Linked DNA regions of Anas platyrhynchos: region 1 is linked to region 2. Evidence: chromatin contacts called from public Hi-C data. All regions are on one chromosome and are shown on one strand. The core of a region is the stretch at or near the end of the contact, and the rest is flanking DNA. Distances in the headings are between cores, read along the strand shown. Region 1 holds the start of TCIM (transcriptional and immune response regulator). Region 2 overlaps ZMAT4 (zinc finger matrin-type 4).

Region 1 (7,509 bases), core at 2,341-4,840, 67 kb before region 2:
CTGTTTGTGTTCCTGCTGGCAGCACAGAGCACAATTTCTGCCAGAGGTGTTATCCTGCCCTCTCTGCTATTTGCTGCTTTCCCCCGAGCCCCAGCGCAATGAAAAGCACCCGGCCCATCTTCAGAAGTTCCTGCCTCTCTTGCAGGAGTCTGGACAACAGCATCCTAAAGAACGGGCAGCCAAACAGGGATCTTGGAAGCCTACTTTGAAAAATCTCTTCTAGGGAACAACATCAATATTTTGCTTGGTGAGGCCTCTGCAGCTCCAGTGCTCGTTGGGGCTGCCGCATCTTTCAATACTGAGGCGATCGTACAAGCAGTGCGGGCTTCGGCAGGCGAGCGAAAGGAAAGCTATGCAAAACATGCCTTCACAAAATGCATCCCAGATTGCCTTGTTTGGACTGATTTTGGACTGCTACACCAATGCAGACCAAGCTCTCTGCAAGAGCTTGCAGGGGTGAAGGCACCCGTGGCTCCCAGCTGCCACCTCCCCGGCCACGCCAGGGGCTGAGGGACGCAGGGCCCAGCGCGGGGCTCTTGGTTGGCAGAGCAGGGAGCAGAGATCGGGGCTGCCCAGCATGGGGGGCACCCACAGGACTCCTGCAGCAGCCCCTTGCTGTGGATGCCCCCCAGGCAGATGTTTCCCATCCTGGCCGGGAGATGTGGCCTCCGAGTCACCCACTCCGAGTCTTTTCCCCCAGTGATTGCTTGCTCTGATTGCTAGAGCCAGAAGATTGGTTTAACCTACAGAAAATAGGTGCCTCAGCTTCAAAACTGCCGCGGGAGGACCCCCAAGCTCAGACAAGGTTGCTCCTCCTCCCACAGAAGAGCCCCATGGCAGGAACCCTCCACGTACGTCATCTCCCAAAAAGCAGGGATGTGGCTAAGCTGTTCTGCAGAGACAGAATAGCGGGTTGGGATTAATCCTCCCATTAACGTGTGAAACAGAGCGTTTACATTCACGAAGCAATTATACAATAATAGCAGGAGAGCTGTGATAGAAATCGCATCTTGTCTGAAGTTTCTCTCCAGCCCAACACATGAATAATTCCTCCTAGGCAGTACTGGGAAGGCAGTATTAAAAGAATGATATAAAAAATAGTGGAAAAAACAGACGAGGTATGCTTCATCTCCCAGTCAGAGTTGAACACAACTAAATTTATGCAAAGTGGGAAGAGAAGCTTGAAGGGGCACAGGCATTTGTTACTGCTCAATGCAAGATGAGCTCACAAAAAAAAACACATTCTTCATCTTGGCAGCTTTTTGATGTCTTACTCTTAAAGCATCAGTTTTATTCTCGGTTTCCATGGCAGATACTTTTCTGAGCTTGTATCTGCCACAAATATTGCTAATTTATGCTATCAGCCATATTTCTGCAAATACCTGCAGAACGATTCCATGTGCGGTAAAAACAGTAAAAAGTAGGCATATGTTAACATGCCTCAGTTCCTCTTTTCAGCTACGGGAAATCGTGCTTTGCAGAGGGAAGGTTTGTTTCCTACATCTACAAGATCACCGCTGATCTCCTGGTGCTGTTTTCTGGCCCTAAGTACGTTACGAGTGTGCGTCTCTGTTCAGTGAAGCAAATAATGTTTAGCATTTCAGATGGACACTTTTACAGGCAGGTTTTCCCTTCACACAGTACTTCAGGCAGCACTTTGCGTCTGAGCAGGAGAGGAAATCAACACGCACCTTCCTTCTTTCCACTGCTCCCCCCTATTTCTTTTTAGCAAGCCATTGATAAAACATGGAGCTCTTCCACAGGCAGAGGCCCAGAAGCCAGCCACATCAAAAAGATCCTATTTTAAGGGCAGATTTACCCTGCAAATGTTGAGCAAGCATCAGCTGATGTGTAATGCTCTCAAAGTCAGCAAAGTTACAGTAAAGTAAGAGGCTTTTAAGTTTTTCTGGCAGGAGGAGAATTAAGAGGTTTTGTAAAGGTTTCAGTTTATACACCGAATCATGTAATAGCTAGCAGATACAAAAGAAACCTAGGAAAACTGTAAAAAGCAAGCCATACAATGGTGGTGATGCAGAACTAGTGGAAAAAAATCCCAGGCACGTGCAGCGAGAGCTCATGCAGGTAACAATGGCACCGAGCAGCGCCTGGCGGAGCCGCCGCAGGAAAACCCCGTCCCCCAGCAGGATGCGGCTGAATGGAGCGTGCAGGGCTGCGCCAGGGTGTGCCCGGCTCTATTTACGATTCCCTAAGTCACAGATAGGAAAGTGGTCAAGCAGTTAAATGCAATCCACTCCCTCTCCTACAGATAAAAAGCACGGTGAGCCCCGCCAGCAGGAAGTGCAGAGGTTCAGTTGTTATCTAAGTGCATGGAGCTGGTGACTACCGATTGTTTTGCTGCCTGAGCAGCAGCCTGGCCTGCTGTATTGTCTAGTAAGCAATACAGTTCACAATTACTTTATTAGTGCCATTATTCTATGCCTGCACAAATGCCTAGCACATGGACTTTGTGGGCTTTTCCTCGATAGAGCCAGGGGAGGGTTCCTGCAGGACTGTGCAGGGACACATCCCTGCCTTCTGTCCGAAGGAACAGAGGTGTTAGAGGAGGGAGGATGGAGTGACAAGCAACCAGGGGACGTCACTGCGGCTCTGCTCCTTGCTGCAATCACCTGTCACCTCCACGGCTCTCCCATAAACAAGGGAACCCCCCTAAGTAGTGGACAGTCACGGGGACAAAGCTTGTTTGTGGCCTCCTTGAGTGGGAATGAGTAATGGAGAATCATCAGCACAGCTGGTATACAAACAACTGGTTTTCTAAACAGTGCCCCTGCAGCATCCGGCCACTTTTAAGCCATTAACAAAAATACACTTATCTCTGGATCCTTGGCCTTGAGCAACCTTTGAACCCACTGCCATTCCTGGCCAGATTTAGTGGGGTGCAGCTCTCCACAAGGTTAGATTTCTAACCTTGTGCAGCGTGGGGCAGAGAGATGCCACTGCTGCCCCGCTACGTGCAAATTGGGCAGCTCCAGGTTGTAACATCCCAGGAAAATCACTGCAGAAGAATTTACGGATTAGCTGCCTTTGCTGAATGGCTTACTGCTTTGAAAATACAGCTTTGTGAGCACTAAATGTGACCTGTTCCATCTAGAAAGCAGCAGAAAGCATCCCATACATAGACCTGAGCAGGTTTTGCTGCCTTGTCCTTCTGTCTGGCTGGGATACAGACAAGTAGACATCTGCAGGCACAGGCTCACAGCTAACCTCTTGTTAGTACTGCAATAGTTCCCAATATTAACTTTTTATTAGGTGCAAGAGCCTGTTGCAGCAGGCAAGGTTTTCTAAGTGCAGAGCTTTTCTGAGCACAACGAAAGGCCACGAGTGCAGCTTGAACTGTACAACCTCAAAGACACACAGCAGTGCAGGGAGTTGTGCGAATCCCCTCCTGAACCAGGTCAAAGAAAAACTCACAGCAGAATCTCAGCAATTTTTTACACTCGGCTGCACAATAGAGGAAAGTTGGCAACTTAAATGTTAACTTGCCTATGACTATTCAGTGTTGACATCAGCGTGACCTCATCACTGTAACTTGAGCTCTCCGGCTTTTTCTCAGCCTGCCTTTAAATAGCAGCCTTCAGCACAGCTACCACACAGATCCCTCTGATCAGCCCCAGAAGGCAAACCCCAGAGCATCCGACGTAGATGAAAGCAAGGAGAAGCAACACAACCTCAGCCATGTCCACCTCCCTGAGAGTGAGCCCCTCGGTCCACGGCTACCGCTTCGACACAGCCCTGCGCAAGAAAGCCGTGGCCAATATCTTTGAGAGCATCGACGAAGAGTCGCTCCAGAAACTCTTCAAACACTCCGGAGACAAGAAGGCAGAGGAGAGAGCCAAGATCATCCTCGCCACCGACCAGGACGTGGAGGAGAAAACGAGAGCACTAATGGCTCTAAAGCAGAGGCGAAAAGACAAGCTCCTCCAGTTCCTGAAATTTCGGAAATACTCCATCAAAGTCCACTGAGCTGGCGAAGGGAACGGCAATGGAGGAGAACGTTTCGGGATGAGACTGCTCGCCACCTCCTGCCGCGGGCGGCACGCTGTGCTGCCCTGCGAGCTCCCGGCAGGATGCACGGTGCTGGGAGACAGCCGATGGGACCGGGACTGCCCGCGGCAGCGCCGCAGCCTGGGGCCGATGCCCGGAGGGGGCCAGCGCGCCCCAGCCAGCCCCACAGCACCGCACGGCGGGTGCTGCTCACAGACTGAGCATTTACTGACTTCGTGTGTTTGCTTTGCCTTCCTGAACTTGTTACCTAAAGTTTGAAACCTTTCTAAGCCTCGCTGTTGTCTGCTAGAATGGAGAGTCTAGAGGTTGATCAGCTACTGATCATTTATCATTCTGCATTTGTTAAAATGCTTTGAAGTGCACCGTATGGGTGCAATAAGTTCAGCCTTCAGGGAATGCATTTGCTCTAGAGACACAACGCGACTGTACCTTGTCTTTCTCATGCAGTATGCGTGCATTATAAACTGTTGCACAAAAGCAATAATAATGACATATTTCCCTGAATTTACTGTGAAATTCCTTAATATTTTGCTCACTTCCCATTAACACTGAATTTCTAAATATCATAATTACCGTTCTTATTTGTATAAATTACATTAGATATTAGACAAGTATTTCATGGTAATATTTTATAACAATGCTATCATTATATTGACTATAATTTATTGCATATGGCAAACTGAAATTTAATAAATTATACCGTAAATTATTTCTCTTGTCTGAAATGCTCAATTCTCCTGGAGGAGTGGGTTTATCCTCTTTTGGTCATTTCACACAGATCCCATTTTAAGAGCAGACTGCTTATACTTCTTAATTACCAAGAATGCCAATGTGCAGGCTCTGTTCTTAGCCTGCAACATTTTTCCCTGAAGTTCTGCCATCCAGTTCAGCAGTACCAGAGTTTTACCCACAGCTGTGCTATGCTGACTCTGGCATTCCCAGAAAAACCTGATAAAATTTAATTGTAAATCAAACTCAGCTGTTAGTTTCTCCTCTATGAGGAGAATGCCTTATGCTCATTTTTCTTAGAAAATGAGCAGCTCCAAACAACAGCAAGTGGTACAGTCCTCAGGCTCTCGCTATTCCTGCAAAGCAGTGTTAGGACTTGGGTCCCAATGAGCCAAAACAAACAGAAGTGAGTTATGAGCACCGGGGCAGCAGAATTAAACTTAGCCTTTCTGCTGTACTATCATGATAGAGTATGTTGAAAATACTTAAAAATAGCCAAGACTAGTTATTAATAAGTGTCCTGTAATAACCTCCTACTTAGGAAAAAAATGTTCCCATGACTCTGTTCAAAACAACAAAGTTAAGAGTTTGGAAGACTGATAGGCCAGCTTCAGTTTTGTTTTTTGCCTACACTTAAAACTCCAAGTTACCTATAAATCAGGGAGACTAGAAATAATCCTTTAAATTACTTAAGCGAGTGGATAACTGTAATCATTTACAGTGTGATGCAGCAGATCCAGAAGGTCCCCAGGAGCTCCACGTCTGGAAGTGAAGCACCCCCAGCCCCCCATGGCCCTGGCCCCGCACAGGAACGGCTGCAGCCTGGGGTGTGCGCTGGAGGTCTGGGGCTGGGAGGGCTGCAGCAGGGCCCCAGCAGCACTGTCCCAAGCAACCGTGTCCACCAAGAGCCGTGGGGCAGCGGAGGAGACACGCAACCATCCCCGTCCTGCTTCATGGTGGATCCAGACCTTTCTGACGGGCATTTCACATCGGCTGTTTCCAAAAAAGGCCAAACCGGGCCCGCTGACCTCACTCCAGCCACCCCCGGGCTTTGTGATGCACTTTCTTTCCTCCCACCCCAGGAGGTTTTCCCATCAAAGCCATTCCTCGTCCAGTGAGCACTCCAAACAGCAACCCCGCGGGGTGCCACAGCCACCAGCGTCCGGCTGCCGTTGGGTTACGGCGTACACTGCGATGGAGGGGCCCAGACAACCCTGCTGCAAGAGGAGACTAAAAAACCCACAGTGGGTACCAAATCGTCTTTCCACCATGCCACTGCTTTCTATTTCTCTGCTCAGCCCGTGCTTGCCTCCTGTCCCAATCCTGGACACAAACTTTCCGTAACGCAGCTGCTGGGCCAGGCGCAGTGGCAGGGCTGTCGGGGTCTCACCCATCGCTCAGCCCCAGTACCCAAACCACACACCCCCACACTGAAAGAGCTGCGAGTGCAGAGGGCAGGACTGAACTGCTTCAACATCCCAGGCGTTTGGGAAGAGGGGAGCAGCAGCAGGACGAGCCCTCACACAGCAGGGTGCCGGCACTGCGGGAAATGCAAAGCAACCTCTGCGGGGCAGCGGGGTGCATCAAAGCTTCGTCTGGAGTTCCTGATGTTACTGTCCACCACCAGGACCCGTGGCCCCCACATTTATCACCACATGCTGTACAACTCAACCACACATCTAGAACCTGTCCAGAGAAGTTTGCAGAGCTGGTGACAGCCCTGCTCTTGTCCCCCGGGCAGAGGTAGCCCCTGCGCCTGGCACCCAGGGGGCTCCTGCACCGGCCTCCCCCATGCCTGACACCCACACCTGGCCCAGCAGCACTGTGCCAGGGGCACCGTGATGCATCATCAGCTGAAATTCTCTTTTCTTGTGAAGGAGAATCTGAAGGAAGTCATGACTGCGGCAGACAAAACAATGTAAATTAAAGCATTTGCTGCTGGCACATGCTACTATTGCCCAGACATTCCTGCTCCAAACATTTGCATAATGTGATTGATAAGGCCCTGTGACTTATGGGGTTTATAGTTCCTCTTGCCTCCTTACATTTAAATTATCAACACAAGTAATAAATAAAGTTCACCTTATAAAGCTTTTCTGATAAGCGAAGGTCACTTACCAAAGAGCTACATGTTTATGTGATTTTACAGTTGAAAAAGGCAGTTTTCCTTGGCCTCAGCCTGCATTCTGCTTTGGCAGGCTTGTACTTTGTGAACAGCAGTGCATCGTGCAGTGAGCTGGGTATAAATTGCAATTCATTGTTATGAAACATTTGTCAGTGAGCCTGAAGCACAAACAGCCCAGTGCTGCATGCTGGCCACCCACATTCACTGCTGCTTTCCCCACTGCTCCTGGCCAGGGCTGCACGACGCGCCCCAGCCCGGGTGCTCTCGAGGCTGTGCTGACGGCGGTGGATGCCTGTGCCCAAACAGAGGCTTGCTTTGCTCTGCGAGCCCGGCACGATCCCCGCAGGGTAGGTGCACGAGGGCGGGTCGGCCGCATTGTGCCGGGCCCTTCCTGAGCGCTCGGTGCCGCAGACTCTGTGTCTGTCCGAGCGTGTGCGCTGCATTCATGAGACAGCTCAGAAATGCTCCTGCCAGACACAGAGCCCATTGTCAGCCTGCCCCACGTAACAAAAAGAGGAAAAGGCCTGTTCAAGGTATTTCCTCCCTCCAGGAGCCGGGCGTTTCCATTAATTCTTCTCTCTGAGTCAAACTGGCTGTACTGGGTGTCCCTCTGCCCCAGCATCCTGAGGAAC
Region 2 (7,150 bases), core at 726-3,225:
AAATGCGCCCAGCCAAAGCCTGAACAAAGCGTGCTGGAGTTGAATATCAGTACAGAAGGTAGTCTGCAATGCCAAGGTGGTCCCAGCCAGAGTAGCTTGTTAGTAAATTCTGTGTTCTGTCTATATTCACATTTACTTTTGCATCATCATGACATATCAGCATTCTCTCCCCTGAATCATGACAAGCATGTAAAATTGAATGCACTCTTATTTCCATTAAATAAAATATTAAAAAGTAAAGTCATTAATGTCATTCTGCATAAAATGCATTAAAACACATTCCAGGGGAGTACTTGTTAAATCACTTCTTACTAACCAAAAGCGACAGCACAGTACAAAAAGTATTTATAAGGCATACAAGGAAATTACGAGCCATGGAGGAAAATTAAACTCAGCTCTTTGCCTGATTTTTCAAGATAAAGTCTGCACCTCTGACAATTTACCTTTGTATGGAGAATACAAAGACTGTAGGTGACAACAACCCTGTGCAACCATTCCCATTCTGCTTTACTGCAGAGGTTGCTATATTTTATTCTAGGGCTTCATGGTGCAATCCCTTTGACAGGCACTGGTTTGGGCTCTAGGGACTGGTGCCTTTCTTGTTCACCAGGTACCAAGTGCTCTGGGAAGACGACTCATGTTCACATGGTTTACAGCATCCCACCTACAGGCTGGCCCCTAATCTGTCTCCATCACTCTGTAAAATCCAAATTTCACTGGCAGGCACCACAGAGAGCCAGCAGAAAGGTGAGACCCAAGGCACAGCACCCTGAAAGGAGCTGCAGTGGTTCAGCTCCCCCTGCTCTGCACTCTGCAGCGCCACTGTAATGGCATTTAATTTTAATGCAATCCCACTACCTAGATCTCACACAAAATCATCATTCTCCATCACCCTGAACTGCACCTACTGCTTGGCCAAAGCATTCAGACTACGTGACCGAGTGCTCACGTGCGTCGTAGCTTTACCTTGGAACGCGCTAGTGAAATGGTGCTGTTATTGAGGCATCTTTTTGCTCCCCCCTCCCCCTTCTCATTTCTGAAAAGAAGTAAGATTTCAAAATTGCAAGATGAGCACTTGGCAAGAAGAATCAATGTTTTTGTTTCCCATAAATATCACTTGTCCAAAAATATAACTCTATTCTTATTTCTCCAAATACACATTCATATTTATCAATAAATATTTTATTATAGCCATTATCAAAGCATCAAAGGCTGCTGAAATGTTGTACTTCAACTGACACTGCTCTTTCCAGGCTTACACAACGCATCAAACGTCTCCCACAGTAGTCAAAATACAATTAATATTTAACTTGTGTTGGGAAAGCCAGGGACAGCATGGAAAGGAAATGAGTCTGCATTCTAGTGAACAGTGAGGTTTCAAAACAAGCAGAGGGAACAGAGAGCACATGGCCATGACACCAACCACGTCCTGCAGACACCAAACTGCAGGACACTGAAATCAATGGTCAGACGAGGTCTCAGTTGCCAGCACAGGACAGGTTGCCATTTGGTAACTCTGAACCTTTTTCTTGAAGTAATACTTGACACAATCTGCCAAAGTAAACTATTTCCTTGGACATCCAGGAGATTTCATTCTGTGTTTTTTGTTTGTTTGTTTGTTTTTGGTTTTTGGTTGGTTTTTGGTTGGTTTGGTTTGGTTTTGTACACCAGCAGCAGCCTGCCCCGCTTTCCTTGGCCTGGCTGTGCAGCTTGCAGCACCTAGAGCTCACCTCTGCCCACGCTGCAGGTGCTCACACCCCACACGGTCCTGCTGGTGCTGGCAGGACACACAGCCCTCCGACTTCAACCCTCCTCAGCAGGAGCTAAATGAATAAAGCACTTCGCCGTTGATTTATTTACAGTTAGTGACATCTTCAGCCACTCCTGAGCTTGGCAGAGTTCGCAGTACTAAGCACTTCCATGTTACTGTCCCAGGTTTTATTTCCCTGTGTATTTTCAGCAGTGGGCAGTGACTCAGCCACATGAATCATTTACGGCACTGTGAGTCACACCGGGTAGCACACGAAGGATCTGGATAACCATTACAAGGCTTACTGGAGATCAAGAAATGCACAACATACCGCACAGTAATTAGTATTTAAAGGAAAATTATTTCATTTAGCAAGGAAAAAGAAGGTATCTTAAAATGTTAATGCTCTCCCATATGGTTTTGAAAATCAAACCTGTAGTTTTTGCTCAGCACATTTCAGTCAGACATACTGTGTACATGCAGGATTATATCTGGAGACCACAGAGAACGCTCTTTCAAATGGAGGTCCTTACCTATTCTCCAGTAATTATATCTCTATATTAAAAAGGAGCTTTGTTCAGAGTTCAGTGTGAGGACACATCCTCAGGTGGTTTAAATTAGCACATCTCCATAAACACACACAACTTTAAGTGAGCTAATGACCAGCATCTGCCTGCCACCAACACGATACACCAGCAGCAGGCACGGCAGCTGAGGAGGGCTCGGCTCGCTCACTGCCTGGACCAGCCCAGAGAGACACTCTCCCTTCAGCAGGAAAACAGCAAATCTATGTTTAACACACCGATAGCAAACAATCAATACTTCTCTTGGGCCCAGGGTGCTGCAGAGTTTCACACACACCAATTAAGTCACATTAGACACTGTGTGCTCCCTCTCCCTGCAGCAGGGTCGGGCTCTGCCTGCAGCAGTGGAGCAGCCCCGCTCCTGGGCTCCCAGCCGGGCTGAGCTCTGCCCTCCTTTCCTCTAGGCTCAGAGGGATCATCCAACACTTGCTCAAGGATGGATGTACTAACAGATGAGACTACTTTAGGGAGAGGCAAAGAAAAGCTTAGAAAACAACTTCTAAATAATGCTGCTGAACCGCAGAGCGCCATCTCACAGCAGCATCCGACTCGGAAGGCAGCAGCAGCCCCCTGCTCTCCCCTTGCCCTCACCTCTCAGCTCGCCGAGGTCCAGGGTCTTCCCCAGCTGCTCCAGCAGGTCGGCTCTGGCCGCGTTCTTCTTGTGCTTCTTGCCGTCGTAGTGCTGCTGGGCCATCATGGGGTTGTTGAACCAGGCGGCGCACAGCTGGCAGTACCGGTCCGAGTCCCTGCGCTGGTGCGGCGAGGACACCACGGGGGGACGGTCCGTGTGTGGCTGCTTGAGGGAGCTCAGGGCGGTTTCTGCAGAAGGGAACACTCGGGGGTTAGCTTTCCACAGCTGATAGCCCCAGACCCTGAAGCAGATCCTGCACTGGATGCCGGGAATAATCAGCAGTGGTTGCAGTGTCCCACCAGATATTCCAGATGGCATTGCTTGAAAATCTACCATTTCTCATAAAATAAATAAATAACATAAAATTTAAAAATTGCCGTTACACATCTCATTGTTGTGACTGAATCTACTGAATTTCTCCTCCTTACATTGCTACTTCCAGGAAAAATTGCCAGTGGAGAATAAACAAAACATGCCAAGCCATCAGCTTCTCAAGATAGAGAAACAGATTTATAATATCTCAGGATTCTTATTTTTCAGTGTATTTGGTATTGGAAAGAACAGGGAAAACCATAATAATTTTAGTGTAGCAGATGGAAAAAGATACTCTATATTCAGACCCCTCATTCAAAGGTTTTCATATTACGAAGTGACAAATGCAGCAATCCACGACCTTAATTTAGTCCCATTTCCCCTCAGATTCACCACAAGACTGTCTGTGATAACAAATGTGATCCAAATACCTTCAAAAGAAAAAACAATGACAGGTCCTCACATAATGGAGCTGCACCTTGTTTGCCATAAGTTTCCTGCTTTGTACAGTATTTTTGTACAAAACCATGGGAAAACAGCTTCAAGTAGAATAAAATTTAGATAGCATTGGAATACAAAAACACACAACTAGTACTTAATTATCACACCTCATTCAAAAATTCCATTTTATGTGACTATTTTTTTTCCAGATGAAATCTCTGCTATCTAAATAATTAACAGACTGCACTCTCTCTGTGCTACAAGGATAGGCAACTTTTAAGGCTGCAGGCAGGAGCTCGAGGCTCGCCTGTGATGGGGAGGCTCCTTGCTGCTCCAGCTGAGCCCCAGCAGAGCACAGGATGGCAAGCAACGGAACCACCTCAGTGCCTGGTGCCAGGAACAGCAACAGGGAGCACAACAAACCCTATTTAGACACATAATTATGACCTGAGCCCACTGCACTTGTCTCCACAGCTCCAGAGAGTTCACGTTGCTGCAGGTCTTCTGTTGACCTACTCGGGATTGCACGTCTATTAACCTTCCTCAAGGAAATCATATCTTACTTATCATGTTACTTACAACCTTATCCATTTCCAGGGCTTTATAAGCCTCTATTGTTTTGATGACACCTGCCAAGGTATCAGGTGTTCTCTGCCCGGATTATTGCTGGTTGTGAGGCACTGTCATCCTCCTGTCCACGTCTCCTTTGGAGAAACACCTGAAGAAGAATTTTCTCACTTCTGCTGATGTGACCCACGCTCTGCACAGCGCTAGCAAAACGAGCTCTTTTGGGCATTAGTTAATAAAGTGACCGCCTAATTGACTCCTGCTGAAGATGTTTATTCTACTCGTTCTGCTGTCTGGCCAACTGCCTCCTCGTTGTGTGTGGATTTATTTCACACAGGGCTGCGATGCACAGCCTGCTCCTGCTCCAGCAACAATCTGCACCTCACCAGGAGCCTTTGTCCTGCTCCTGCCTCTGTCCTTGGCCACAGGAGAGGCCACAACCAGAGATGTGCAGGCTTCTGGCACTGCCCGAACAGATAGCTACTGCGGCAGCCCGGGAGCTCTGTGATGTATTCAACGTGCCACTTGCCAGGCGCCCCAGGCTACAAAGCCAAATCTAAGGGATCCTTTACTCAGCTTTATCCCTCTTTACGTTAGCTGCCGCCAGAGGGGAACCACGGGGACCAGAGGGGAAGCTCTTCGCTCTGCAGAGCTGGTGGTGTCCGCAGGAGTTACGTCTCCCACTCGCTAAGGAAATATGACAGCAGTATGCCATGCTGCTCGGCCGCCAGCTGGACAGCCGGTACCGTGGCCATGCATCCAGGCCTGTCCTGATGCTGTTGGTGCTCACCCGATAGCAGAGAAGGAGGGAGGGTGTCCGCAGGACACGCTGCTGCTGCGGGGATTGTGCTGGTACCCCCCGAGGCTCGCATGGACCCAGTGCCTGCCTCACCCGCGTGCTCTGGCACGGCAGGGATTTCCTCTCAGCTCTCACAACACAAAGCATTTTCTTGTAAAGCCATGTTCCTCAGGGGCAGTTTACAACTACAGGCAGTCCTAAGGCGTGCTGAACCCAGTCTGACAACTAATGAAAACATCGCGTGTCTTCCAAACCCTCCTGAAGAGAAACAGATGAAAGTTGACTTCCCCACAAACGTGGATTTATCGTTTTGTTATTCAGCACATAGCTACTACAGAACAGGAAACATCATCATTCCCTGAGCGGCAACATGAAAATTAATAATAAACACTCACAAGACGTCAAATGTTAAAAACGTTGCTCTGTCCTAACACAAACATAAAAGCTGCAAGTTTGACTATTTCAAGTACTTCAAAATGCTAAACAGCTCACGACAGTCTGCCTTACATTCCTGTTTGCTGTGGGAGGGAAGTGAGAAAGTCTTACTTTGCTGCATGAAGCAAAACACAAAGTTAGAAACAATTTAGCACTCTGGCAATGAACTAATGTTTGACTTATTTCTTGCATGCAAAGCTTTTTATTCATAGCTGTACTTAAATGGCACCTAACTTGTCGTCCTTGCCACTCTTCAGGAATGGAGCACGAGAAGGAGAAAGCAACTGAGCCACAACAAAGGGGCACTGCAGGCACCCACACCTGGATAAATGAAGGTAGCAGGTATTTTTCCCCTGCAGTTCTTTATAACTCAACCTGGTGACTGGATGCAATCTGATGGAAGATGTTGGAAATGATTGGAGAAATTCATCAGAAATAGTGGTGACATAAACCCTCTGAGGGCTACAACCTTGTACAGCAGAAGCAACAGAAAATCATCACCAATATTTTGCTGTAGCGATGAGAGATCACTTTCCTATTGTGAAAAACCTTACGGCTAAGGCACCCCTCCCTTTTCTGAAAGCATCACCGAATGAAGTTGGAGTTCGTTTTTTGAATGAATGACAAAATTATGAGTGTTCAAATATTTGTGTAGAGTCTTTCTCGCTTTTGTTTGATAGCAAACGCAAGTTAAGAAATAATAGTGTCAGAGCTGCTGCCAAATGTTCCCAGGCCGTCTGGCAATCACGGCTTTAATGATTATGTAGAAGAACCTCTGGAGGGGCCTCCCATGGCACTGGGGAGGAAAAGTGCTGGTATCCCTCAGTACTGAGTCTGTACTGAATTCAGCACAGCCAGCCCTCAGCTCCTGCACAGCCTCTGGAGCTGTCTAAGACTGCAGCCTCCCCAGCTGCGCCAGCCAGGAGGGAGCAGGATGGCATTCCAGTGCAGGAATGCTGAGGAATGCTATAGGAAGCCCAGAGAAATGCTATGTCCAAACAGCACATTTCTGAGAACTGCTGGAGAGCAAAAAGGTGCTTATTAACATATTCCTGCGGCTCAGCTTCATCAGATCAAGTATCTAGGGGACTTGATGAGTCCTGAAGTTATTCTTTCCTAGTGATTACTGCAGCTGAAGAGCCCATTACTCACAGAGCATGTGGTGCAGATCACTTATTGCCTCTGTGAGGCTGATCCAGATGATTAAAAAATTAGATAAAAACATAATGCAAAGCTGCAACTCTTTGAAAGTCATGCCTGGACACAGCCCTGCAGCCCCTGTACCAGCAGCATAGCACAGCTGGTCACTGCCAGGACACAGAGACCCTCCGTTAAGCTAGCCCCGTGCTGCTTCAGAGGTCTGTAGCACAGCAGACCGTACAATTTGTCTTATCTGCTCACTGCCTGTCCATGCACATCTCTGACTTCATTTACAGAGGTGCCTATCCCACTGTGCTGGCTCCCATGGGTTCCACAGCCACGTGCCCAAAGGACCAGCGAAGTTCTCAGGTGCATCTCAGCAACCTCAGCAGGGATGCTGCCACACCTTCTCTTAACGAGCCTTCTGAGAACATCCTCCTTAGCTAAAACAAGCAAGCCATAATCTAATGCAAGTCCCTGTATACCCTCAG

The links. Hi-C and Micro-C count contacts between places; a contact is called where the count stands out from the background.
Region 1: a contact with region 2 is called in a Hi-C map of skeletal muscle, with 1.9 times the contacts expected there. The contact joins the promoter of TCIM here to the enhancer-like site in region 2. A contact is called at or near these places in 2 of 8 Hi-C or Micro-C datasets (liver and skeletal muscle).

The regions. Positions count from the first base shown.
Region 1 is chr23:472,755-480,263 of IASCAAS_PekinDuck_T2T, reverse strand. TCIM (transcriptional and immune response regulator) reads left to right here and starts at 3,590. Exons shown (of 1, transcript XM_005029473.6): 1 at 3,590-4,732. The coding sequence starts at 3,661. The coding sequence ends at 3,981. The region is part of intron 2 of LOC139999357 (a long non-coding RNA gene); the gene reads right to left.
Region 2 is chr23:404,531-411,680 of IASCAAS_PekinDuck_T2T, reverse strand. ZMAT4 (zinc finger matrin-type 4) reads right to left here. Exons shown (of 7, transcript XM_005029474.6): 5 at 2,926-3,153. Among named protein-coding and RNA genes, the nearest start is that of ZMAT4, 39 kb to the right of the region's middle. Within about 2 kb of position 1,975, at least 2 of the 8 cell types and tissues checked have an H3K27ac peak or open chromatin away from gene starts, as enhancers often do.